3 separate regions of the Mus musculus genome follow, and all the other regions are linked to region 2. The links are chromatin contacts, called in public promoter capture Hi-C maps. All regions are on one chromosome and are shown on one strand. Each heading gives the region's core, a stretch centred on a gene start, on an enhancer-like site or on the middle of the called end of the contact. The rest is flanking DNA. Distances are from core to core; before and after follow the strand shown. Region 1 holds the start of Cog7 (component of oligomeric golgi complex 7). Region 2 holds the start of Tnrc6a (trinucleotide repeat containing 6a). Region 3 holds the start of Ubfd1 (ubiquitin family domain containing 1).

What was found. Promoter capture Hi-C pulls out the DNA fragments that hold promoters and counts their contacts. Capture Hi-C pulls out chosen DNA fragments and counts their contacts.
Region 1: a promoter capture Hi-C map of pre-B cells shows a contact between it and region 2, with 3 times the contacts expected there. The contact joins the promoter of Cog7 here to the promoter of Tnrc6a in region 2. A contact is called at or near these places in 1 of 39 promoter capture datasets (pre-B cells) and 2 of 9 other capture datasets (adipose tissue and liver).
Region 3: a contact with region 2 is called in a promoter capture Hi-C map of liver, with 3 times the contacts expected there. The contact joins the promoter of Ubfd1 here to the promoter of Tnrc6a in region 2. A contact is called at or near these places in 2 of 39 promoter capture datasets (liver and pre-B cells), 1 of 484 Hi-C or Micro-C datasets (CD4 T cells), 2 of 115 datasets of contacts at active chromatin or transcription factors (astrocytes and fibro-adipogenic progenitors) and 2 of 9 other capture datasets (adipose tissue and liver).

The regions. Positions count from the first base shown.
Region 1 is chr7:121,979,906-121,983,289 of GRCm38.p6, forward strand. Cog7 (component of oligomeric golgi complex 7) reads right to left here and starts at 1,788. Exons shown (of 17, transcript NM_001033318.3): 1 at 1,512-1,788. The coding sequence starts at 1,680.
Region 2 is chr7:123,122,339-123,125,829 of GRCm38.p6, forward strand. It overlaps Tnrc6a (trinucleotide repeat containing 6a), which reads left to right and starts at 1,547. Exons shown (of 24, transcript NM_144925.3): 1 at 1,547-1,994; 2 at 2,330-2,377. The coding sequence starts at 1,990.
Region 3 is chr7:122,065,853-122,069,088 of GRCm38.p6, forward strand. It overlaps Ubfd1 (ubiquitin family domain containing 1), which reads left to right and starts at 1,346. Exons shown (of 7, transcript NM_138589.2): 1 at 1,346-1,632; 2 at 1,812-2,141; 3 at 2,929-3,137. The coding sequence starts at 1,431. It overlaps Ears2 (glutamyl-tRNA synthetase 2, mitochondrial), which reads right to left and starts at 1,234. Exons shown (of 9, transcript NM_026140.3): 1 at 1,053-1,234. The coding sequence starts at 1,191.

The DNA of each region.
Region 1 (3,384 bases), core at 538-3,037, 1.1 Mb before region 2:
GCTTGACAAGTTTAGGGGCCCATGAGGATATATGTATAAAAAATGGACCTGGCTGCTAAACTTGAAGCCCACTGCAACAGACTAGAGGCATGAACACCACGGTCTCCAGTTTCCTGCTAGCCCTGTGTTCTTAGGCCTGAGCATGTTTTAGCATCGGCTAGCCTCTTATCTGGTAAGTGTGGGACAGGGCCCATGGCTGCATCCTTAACACCTCAGAACACGAGGATGTGGGTCCCAGGAGCCACTAAGAAGCACTAGCCTGCTTTTTCGCTGCTCCCACACACATGCAGATGTGGGGAAAATATGCCTGGAAACCAAGCTGCAGCACCATAACCCAGGCTATCTATGTGGTACTGTGTCCTCAACACAGTGAAGCAGCAAGGAGGAGCACTGATTCAGCAACATATATTCTCTCTTTCTCTCTCATTCTCTCTCTCTCTCTCTCCCCCCCCTCTCTCTCGTCTTCTCTCTCTCATTCTCTCTTTCTTCCTCTCTCTCGCTCTCTCTCTCTCTCACACACACACAGTTAAAGTCTTCATTCAGGATGGCCCATCTTCCTTAGCTTACAAAGATATATTAATGGATTTGTGTCATTCTCATATACTGCTAAATACTAGGACCAGTTAACTATTAAATGCTCTCAAAAGTGACTCTTTATGCCAGGCATGACAGAACATGTCTATAATCCCAGAATTTCAGAATCAAAGGCATGAAGATCAAGAGTTCAAGGTCACCCTCCATCATAGAGCAAATTCAAGGCCAGTATGGGTTACATGAGAGTCTATCTACCCCACCACCTCCAAAAGGCCTTCTTTCAAGATTTATTTTTTAATTACATTCACCCATGTTTGTCTGTGTGTCAGTATGTGCATGTGAGTGTTTATGCCCAAGGAGGCCACTGAATCCCATGGAACTGGAGTTACAGGTAGTTGTGTGCCAACTGATGTGGGTGCTGAGAATTAAGTTTAGGTTCTCTACAAGAGTAGTAACCACTGAGCAATTACTCCAAACCCAAAGAGCTTTTTTTGGGGGGGGGGGGCACATATCTGTAATGCCAGAATTAGGGAAGCTGGGGCAGAAGGCGAGTTTGAGGCGAACCTAGGCGACAGAGTGAGACTGTAAATAAGAAGGGGGAAGGAGAAGGAAGAGTAAAAGAGCGTGCGAGAGCCGGCGAGAGCGATCCTATAGCCTAGGCCGGCCTCGAACTCACTTTGCAACTGAAGCTGGCTTTGAATTCCTGACCGTCCAGCACCACCTCCCCAGTGCGGAAATTAACGGCGGTCGCCACCACTCCCAGATTGTTATTATTATTATTATTGGGGTTTTTTTTTTGTTTTTAGTTTTTAGTTTTTAAAGGAAATGTTATGGCATCGTCGGACGTGAACACCAAAGCCTAGACCTAACTCAGACTACTGCAGGGCTCGCTTTCCCACCAAAGGAGAGGCTTGGCCCCTGGGCCCGGTCCTGCAGTCGGGTGCCGGGGCGGGCGGGTGGGCGTCTGCGTGGCTCACCCTCCACGGCGTGGTTCACCTCCTGGATGAACAGCTGCAGCTTCATTACCAGGGTGGCTGCGTGACCGTCCGCCTTCCCCGCCGCCCCGTCTTTGGGGCCGGCTCTGAAGGCCGCATTAATCCAGTCCTTCACGTCGAAGTCGTCAGCCAGGAACTTGGAGAAGTCCATGGCGCGCGGTCTCCGGGTTGGCGCCGAGCGACACCGCCTTCGGGACACCCGTCGAAACCCACCAAGCTTTACTTGCCGCCCCGTCAGCGCACTCGCGCCGAGGCCGAATGTCCCTCGTCGCGCGCCGTACTTCTTCCGGAAGTCGGTGCCTATTACCATAGCAACTGTTCCTGTTAGAGCAGCGAGCTTCGCGCAGTCCGGACAGGTACGACAGTTCGTTTTCTGCTCTTATTTGTCGAGCAGTAAACTAAGTAAACGCGTGTTTCCTCAAGACTAGAAGATTGACGTCTGAGAAGGGAGCAGCTGAGAAATATAAACTCTGTATGTAGGAGTAATGTTGCTAGTTTTCCGTCCTCACTAAATGCATACAGCAGTTTGGGTTTTTTGGTTTTTTGGTTTTTTGGTTTGGTTTGGTTTTGCTTTGAGACAGGGTTTCTCTGTGTAGCCCTGGCTGTCCTGGAACTCACGTTGTAGACTAGGCTGGCCTCGAACTCAGAAATTCGCCTGCCTCTGCCTCCCGAGTGCTGGGATTAAAGGTGTGCGCCACCACGCCCGGCAGCAGTTTGGTTTTTTTTTTAATTTTATTTTATTTTATATGGAGTGTTTTGCCTCTGTATGTGTGTGACCCACTTGCCTGTCTGGTGCGGGCAGAGGCCAGATGAGAATGAAAGATCTCCTGGAAGTGGGATGTTACATGTGGTTATCAATGCTGGGAGTGGAACGCAGGTCCTCTGGAAGAGCTGCCAGTACTATTAACCGCTGGACCATCTCTCCTCATAGATTTCTATAGATTTGATAATGGTCTCCCCTAACTCTGGTCTAATTTCAGTAATCTTCAATAATCTTCAAAAATTACTTTTCCTCCAATTCTTCCACTCATTTTCCATCATTTTCTTTACTAGTTAGGTTTTTTCTTTCTTTCTACCTTTCTTCCTTCTTCCTTTCTTTCTCCGATTTTTTTTTTTTTTTTTGCTCTTGTCTAGTATAGCAAAGTAGAGGATGTTGTTGTTGTTGTGAGGATGTTGTTGTTTGTTTGTTGTTTTTAAAGACGGGTTCCGTTCTTCTATCCTAGAACTCAAACCCATGCCTCAAAGATCGAACCTCCCACATGCTGGGATTTCTGGCTTAAGCCACCACTGCATGTTCTAGCGTTGGTTTCTAATTTAATTCCGTGTATCAGGAACACATATTATGACTCTGTTCTAAATGTACAGAGACTTGCTATGGCCTTAATATTTGTCTGTCATGGAGAAGAGTATATGTGCACTTAAAAATATGTACAGTACCCAAAAGGAGGACATGGTGTTGTGGGGAATGGATACAGCTAAAGGTAATAAGCAAAAGAAGCCAGAAGACGAAGTTCACGTTTTCTCTCAGTTCTGGATCCAGATTGTATAAACACCTAAAAGAATATCTAACATGAGAGCAGAGGAAAGACACGGGAGGAAAAAGAATGGAAGGTGGAGGTGGGAAAGAGGGAAGATATGCAGAAGGGAACAGGGGTAAAATGCATAGTACAGTTAGGTAGATTGTCTTTATGAAACACAGCACTATGGACATGAATATTCAATATAAAGAAGAGGAAGCAGAGAAGGGAGGAAGAAAATCACATGTCTGACTTCATGTGGTGATACACGCCTGCAATCCCAGCACTGGGGATGCAGAAAGAGGAAGATTCCTTAAGTTTGAAATCATTTAGGCATA
Region 2 (3,491 bases), core at 297-2,796:
GGAACTCAAGGCAAGAACCTAGAGGCAGAAACTAAAGCAGAGACATAGAGGAGTGTGCTGCTTACTGGCTTGCTCCCCATGGCTTGTAGCATGCTTTCTCATACAACCTGGGATGGCCTCTAAAGAGCTTCCATATCAACTATTAATCAAGAAAATGCCTATAGAGTTGCCTACAGCAATTTGATGGGGGCATTTTCTCAGATGACTCCATCTTGTATCAGTTTAACAAAGAACCTAACCAAAGTTGATCCTGTGTGTGTGTGTGTGTGTGTGTGTGTGTGTGTGTGTGTGTGTGTTATAGATCACTAGAACTCAGGAGAGAGAGATAGGCAGATTTCTGAGTTTGAGTCCAGTCTGGCCTACATAGGCTAGCCAAGGATATAGAGTAAGACCCCCATCTCAAATAAATTAAAATGTAAAAATTACTAGCATTTATTTGTTATTCTTCATTTTGCAATTTGTAATTTTTTTCCAAAAAATGTTTATAGGGTGTTCATAAAATTAAGAACACCAAAAGAAGAAAAATGCAAAACAGACGTTAACATGCTGGCTAGTTCCTTTCTGGGCATTCATCCACTCATTAGCTAACTACAACACACATTTCTCCTAGAGCAGAAGCAGACAATCACAGAGCTTGTTTCATGGGAGAGACTGGAGCAGGTTTAAACCAGTTAAAGGACTTAGAATAGAAAAGGGCAAAAGAAGGTTGTCTGCAGAGCGAGTTTTCTGAGAAAGTAAAAGGGAGTAGATTTTAAGTAGAGGAGAAATGTGCAGATTACTAGCATTATATGCACCGAATATGTATGTACCTATGTGCATTATAATATCTTAATGCATTATATTGCAGCATCCCCCTTTGGGTATGTATCTTATTGTATTTACAATCAGGTATGTGTCTATATTGTAATTTAAGAAAATAATTGTAATAATTGTATCTTCATGTATTATATTACTGTATCTTATTTTATCTACATGTAGACTTACATACTTTACCTACAGACATGTATCTTACAGTGTTCACATGTAAGAATTTTTGGGTGTTCACATGTCTTTCTGAGAACTAGTATGGCATCTGCGTTTCCATTCTTTTATTGTAACCAAGACCCCAGGTATTGCAAGTAGCTGCGTTTAATGCCACCTCATAGCATTAGATGTCGTAGCTGGCTACAGTTATTCAACCTTTCCTGTGCATTTGAGTTAATATCTTGATTGTGAAGTACTTAAAAGTGATACCCAAATGGTTATTTCTTGAGCAGAGAAATTCGTGCAAGTGGAATTGCTGAGTCAAGGGTGTGTAAAAATTTGAGGCACAAAAATAAAAAAAATGAAACTTCTGGGATGCATTCTTCACCTGGGAAGAGGCACAAATCGAGAGGTTAAATAAATGTGGCTGAAGGTCAAAAGTAATTAGATGTGGGTGAATTTAAAAAACGGCGCGGGCTAGTCTGGCAGCGGCAGGGGTGGAATTTGCGGTTTGCTGGATTTTTTTTTTTTTTTTTTTTTTAAAGGCGTGTTTCTGTAAGGGAGGGGCCGGGCCGAGGGGAAGGAAACTTGTGTCGCAGTAAAGAAGGAGGAGGGGATGGTCCGAGGCAAGCCCGAGCCAGCCTCGGCGAAAAAGGCCGCGCTCCGCTCTTGCCAGGCCCCAGAGCCGCTCGTGGGGAACCTCGGAGTTCCCCGACAGCTCCGGCGAAGTCCTGGACGCGTCAGACAGTTGTCAAGTGGCTGCCTCGTCCGGCAGGCCTAGTTGCTAGGACCTCCATCTTGGGGCTCCCGGGCCACGGCGCCCCCGGAAGGGGTTGCGAGTGGGGCATTCACTTCCGGTCTGGGGCCTGCGGCGGCAGCGGTGGCGGCGGCGGCGGCGGCGGCAGCGGGACGGTGTAGAAAATGGCGCTGGTGCAGCGGCTCGGGCCTGTCCCCGCGGCGCTGCGGAGGGCTTGAGGCTCGCGAGCCTCGTTCCCCGCGCCTCACGCGCTAGTGCACTTTACACACATGAGGTGAGCGGACCGGAGGGGAGGCTCGCTCGGGGGGCCAGGAGCCAGCCTCCGGCGCTGCCGCAGGACCCCCTCGGGCTGATGGGCGGCGGCGCGGGGCAGTCCCCGGGGGGACGCGGGCGTGGGCGGGAGTCCCGGGCGGTCCGGGAAGCTTGGTCCGGCGCGGGCTACGGCTCTGGGCTCGGTCGCCCTGGGCTCGGCGGCCCGCAGCGCTGCAGCCCGCAGCCCCGCCCCTCCCCCACCGCGCGGGCGCTCTGCCGCAGCAGCTCCGTTTTCACGCGCATCCCCTCCCCCCGTTTTTTTTTTTTTTTTGTGTTTGTTTTTGTTTGCTATTTCAGAGAATTGGAAGCTAAAGCTACCAAAGACGTAGAGAGAAATCTTAGCAGGTAAGATGGGCGAGCCTTCGGTCTCCCGCCCCTTTATAATCGTGTGTTTCCACTCTGCTTCGCTCTTCCTGGGTTTACGGACCCCCCCCCCCCAACCTCCACCCCCACCCCCCAACCCCGTGTCATTTGCTTTCGCACTCACGGAACAGACATTCGGGAGAAACGGCCTCAGGGAATATTGCATGGGGGGGGCATTGCAGGGAGACGCGTAATTACGAGTGTGTTCGTTCTTAAAAAGAAAAGCAAAAGGCAGTTCTTGTAAACTTAGTTAAAGCATTCTCACCCTTTTAGAATTTAATTAGGGGACTTGTGCATTAATTACTATTGTAAATGGTTGCAGGCATTGTGTGACTCATGATTGAGGCGGCCCTTATGGCGGGCTGTCAAACTGTTTTGGCTTCCCCGTTATTACTTTGTAGCTAAATTGTTGCCTTTATAAAAAGATACTATGTGTTCACATTTTTTCCTCTCTGTCTCTGCACATTGTAGTCAGGCGGATTCTGTTGCATTGGAAACAGTTTTGTCCTTGAACTTCATGAAGCATAAACTGCGTTTTGTTTTCCTTTGAAACTACATTTTAGTCTGTGTTCAGTGTGTGCTCTTTTTATCAGTTGGGAAAGTAATTAAAAATTGTTACCAGTAAGTGATTATCACTTCTGCTGGGTCTGAGTGCTTTTGCACTGGTAACTGGTAAGCATCAAATACTACCTCAAAAGAGAAGTGGGGTTTTTTTTTGTTTGTTTGTTTGGTTAGGTTTTGTTTGTTTGTTTGTTTTTTTGTCTCCTACCCCGAAGTAATGCATTTCTGGAAAACGTTTAGTTCTATTGAGCTGTAATTTCTAAATTATCAGAGAATTGTACTATACTTGACCCGTTTTCAGATCCACGTTTAAACAGACTTTTCCTTTACCTATTTGTTTTTGCATCATATTTAGACACTCAGAAACTTACAGATTAATACAGTAAAAACAACTTCCATTTGTTTTAGGTCTTAATATGGCTTACGTTTGTTTACTGGAAGTTCTAGGCTTATGTTGGGGTTATTAGCACACTTGTAATTGCACAAGTATTTTTCACCATGTAGAATTAATTGTTCCAAATTTCTGGCTTTTTGA
Region 3 (3,236 bases), core at 96-2,595, 1.1 Mb before region 2:
TACTTGACAAATCACAAAATTGGGACATAAACAGAGCAAATAATTCTGCCAAAGCAACACATCTAGGGATTGGCAAAGACAAAAATATAGATGCAGAAAATGCCAGGCCTTGGATGCCTGCATAAGTGCTTCTTCCAACAAGGTGAGTATCCCAGTTCATGTTGACCATAGGTAAACACAGACACTGTGATACTTAGATACTTGCAGTCATTTGATAAGCTATTTTACATCACTGAGACTAACAAAAAGAAAGATGATTTTGTTCTCTCGGTTTTGAGACACTCATTTTCTCCCTAGCAGTTTCGTTTATATCAGTCTTAAAAACAGATTCACAACAGTTAACTATGAACCAGGGCTTCTACCACATATCGAAGTTCCACAATCTACATTGCCTGCCTGGAGGTAATGCGTTCTTCCTGTGCAGCTGAGACTCAGAAATATCTTTTCCTGCTGACCCTAGACCTAGAATGAACGGTTGCTCAGTGTGAACAGGGTAGAAGGTGGCTTGAACTAAAGGTTGGGAATTTGTGGGAAGGGAGGAGACACAGAATTCCTAGCAAGATATACATGGGCCTCTGTTTTCTTCTGACTTGCTAAGCTGCCAGCAAACTCAGGCTTTTGTGCATGTCGTTTCCTCTTAGGCTTCAAGCGGGTCTTCTTGACACTTGTTCTCAACTCAAATGTTACCTCTTCAGCAATACCTTCTAGGGCGCCCTATCCCGCTTCACTGCCAAAATGGACACATATGACTCTAGGATTTGTCGGTTTCTTCAAAGCCAGAACCCTGACTTTTCAATGACCACTGCATTATAGCGCATAGGCCTTGGCATAAAGTCTATACGCTCTGCACACAGCGTGCAATAAGAAAGGACAGAGACAATACAACAAGGAAACTTCTAGCAATCTCAATCACTTCAAATCCTAGCCCTCCACCTCCGTCTCTTTAAAACGGGGTCGCGCAGACAACCCCGGAAGGGACTGTTTCTGGAACTTTCGGGGGCGGGGACGGGAAGGTGGGCTGCGGCGAGCGGCGTCACGTCCGTTAGGATTACCTGTGGGGCTGGGAGCGAAGCGCACTCGCACCGGGGCCCCGGGATCTGGGCCCAGACTGGCCTCGCGCCGCCCCACGCGGTGCCCGAGGGCCACCACGTGCGGCTCGGCCAGCAGAAGCCTCTTGAGGGGCGCCGCCATGTGGACTAGAAACACACACGTGGGCTCCTTCGCGCGTCACTTCCGCTCGGCGGGGGGGAAAAAAATCACTCCAACCAATCAACTTTCGCCACAGCGAGCGCGGCCCTGCCACTTAAAGGCGTAAGCCGCCTATCTGGGCTGCTCACGCCCCTCTGGACTAGGGCGGCGATGCGCCGCCGCTCGGGGACCGAGCGCTGCGAGCAGGCGATCTCCCAGACCCGCCCCCTCCGGCTGCGGGAATGCTAAAGCGTGGCAGGGGCCGGCCCGGGAAGCGGAGGAGGCGGGTCTCCATAGAAACCTCCACCTGTTTCCGGCCAGCCTGTGTGAAATTAGGGGCTGGTGCGGGGGCCAATCTCCGCCAGCTCGCTTCTTCCCGGCGGCCCCTGCGGTCGTGGTGGGTGTTGTACACAATCATCATGGCGGCGGCCGGAGCCCCGGATGGTGAGTGTGGCGGGGAAGGCGGTCGGTCGGCGGCTGAAGAGCTTGCGGACGCTGCCGGGGTCGTGGGACCGGGCCTGGCCCCGGAGGGAGGAGCGTGGCGCGGCAACGACGGTGCCCGGGCCCGTTCTCGTCGCAGGCCGGGCTCGTGGCGAGCACCCACCCCCCTAACCCCTTTGCAGGCATGGAGGAGCCAGGCATGGACACGGAGGCCGAGGCTGTGGCCACCGAGGCGCCCGCACGGCCCCTCAACTGCGTGGAGGCCGAAGCAGCCGTAGGGGCAGCGGCGGAGGACTCCTGCGACGCGCGAGGCAACCTGCAGCCGGCCCCGGCCCAGCCCCCTGGGGACCCTGCGGCCCAGGCCTCGGTCAGCAACGGCGAGGACGCGGGCGGCGGTGTGGGCAAGGAGCTGGTGGATCTGAAGATAATCTGGAACAAGACCAAACACGACGTGAAGGTCCCTCTGGACAGCACGGGGTCCGAGCTAAAGCAGAAGATTCACTCCATTACAGGTATTCGAGGAGCTGACACCCGACTGCTTCTACCCACGACCTACCTTCTAGCTCTTGATGCTTACGTCGTGCTAAACTGTTAGCGATTTTCTTGCGCCTAGACTCCCGCTATCCTCACTGCAGTTTTCTGAAATCAGTACTTGTATGTCCATTAGTAATCAGAGAGGGAAAATTAGGCCCAGAATGATAGTGGTACCACCAAGTGGTGGAGTGAGATGCAAGCCTGAATCTTGAGTATTAAGGCTCACCCTTCTAACTAATGTTGGACTGTCATTGCTAGGCGCGGTATTTATGAACTTTACAGGAGATTCTGAACAGGTCCAGTATTTAGCCACGGATTTATTTTCAGCAGACAGATCAGTTTCATAAGGGAAGTTCATGAAACAGTGTTATCAACTGTCCTAATGGCCCTTTATAAATATTCATACATGGCCGTTTTATTTGTTTTGGTTTGCTACTTGAAATACTTTCCTTAAAGCTTTCTCCATGTATCGGGTAAAAAGCTTATTGGCTTTCTGTATCTCCTACACTTGGGAATTTTCAGTATTTAAGTGGATAGAAGATAGAGTTATAACTTGGAAACAATGATACCTAGACATCAAACAATTCTAAATACCTTACATTCATGTAGAAGGACCAAGTTTTACCAATCAAATAGTCCTGGTGTTCTGAACTCCTTCAAGTTCACAAAGCTGATAGTTGATGGACCAGTATTCACTTCCTGTTTTGTTATAGAAGGGGGATGGTCCACGCATTTCCTGCTTATTCCTTTCCACTTTTTGTCAAGGTCTCCCACCTGCCATGCAGAAGGTCATGTATAAAGGACTTGTTCCTGAAGACAAGACTTTGAGAGAAATAAAAGTGACCAGTGGGGCCAAGATCATGGTGGTTGGTTCTACTATAAATGATGTTTTAGCAGTAAACACCCCGAAAGATGCTGCCCAGCAGGATGCAAAGGCTGAAGAAAACAAGAAGGAGCCCCTCTGCAGGCAGAAGGTGAGACCATTCGGCATCTGCTTGTGGTCCTGGGAATGTAGAGACTGGTTACAGTCTCCCTAGAATAAGCTCCTTTCTGGACAGGGCCCATGATGGAAA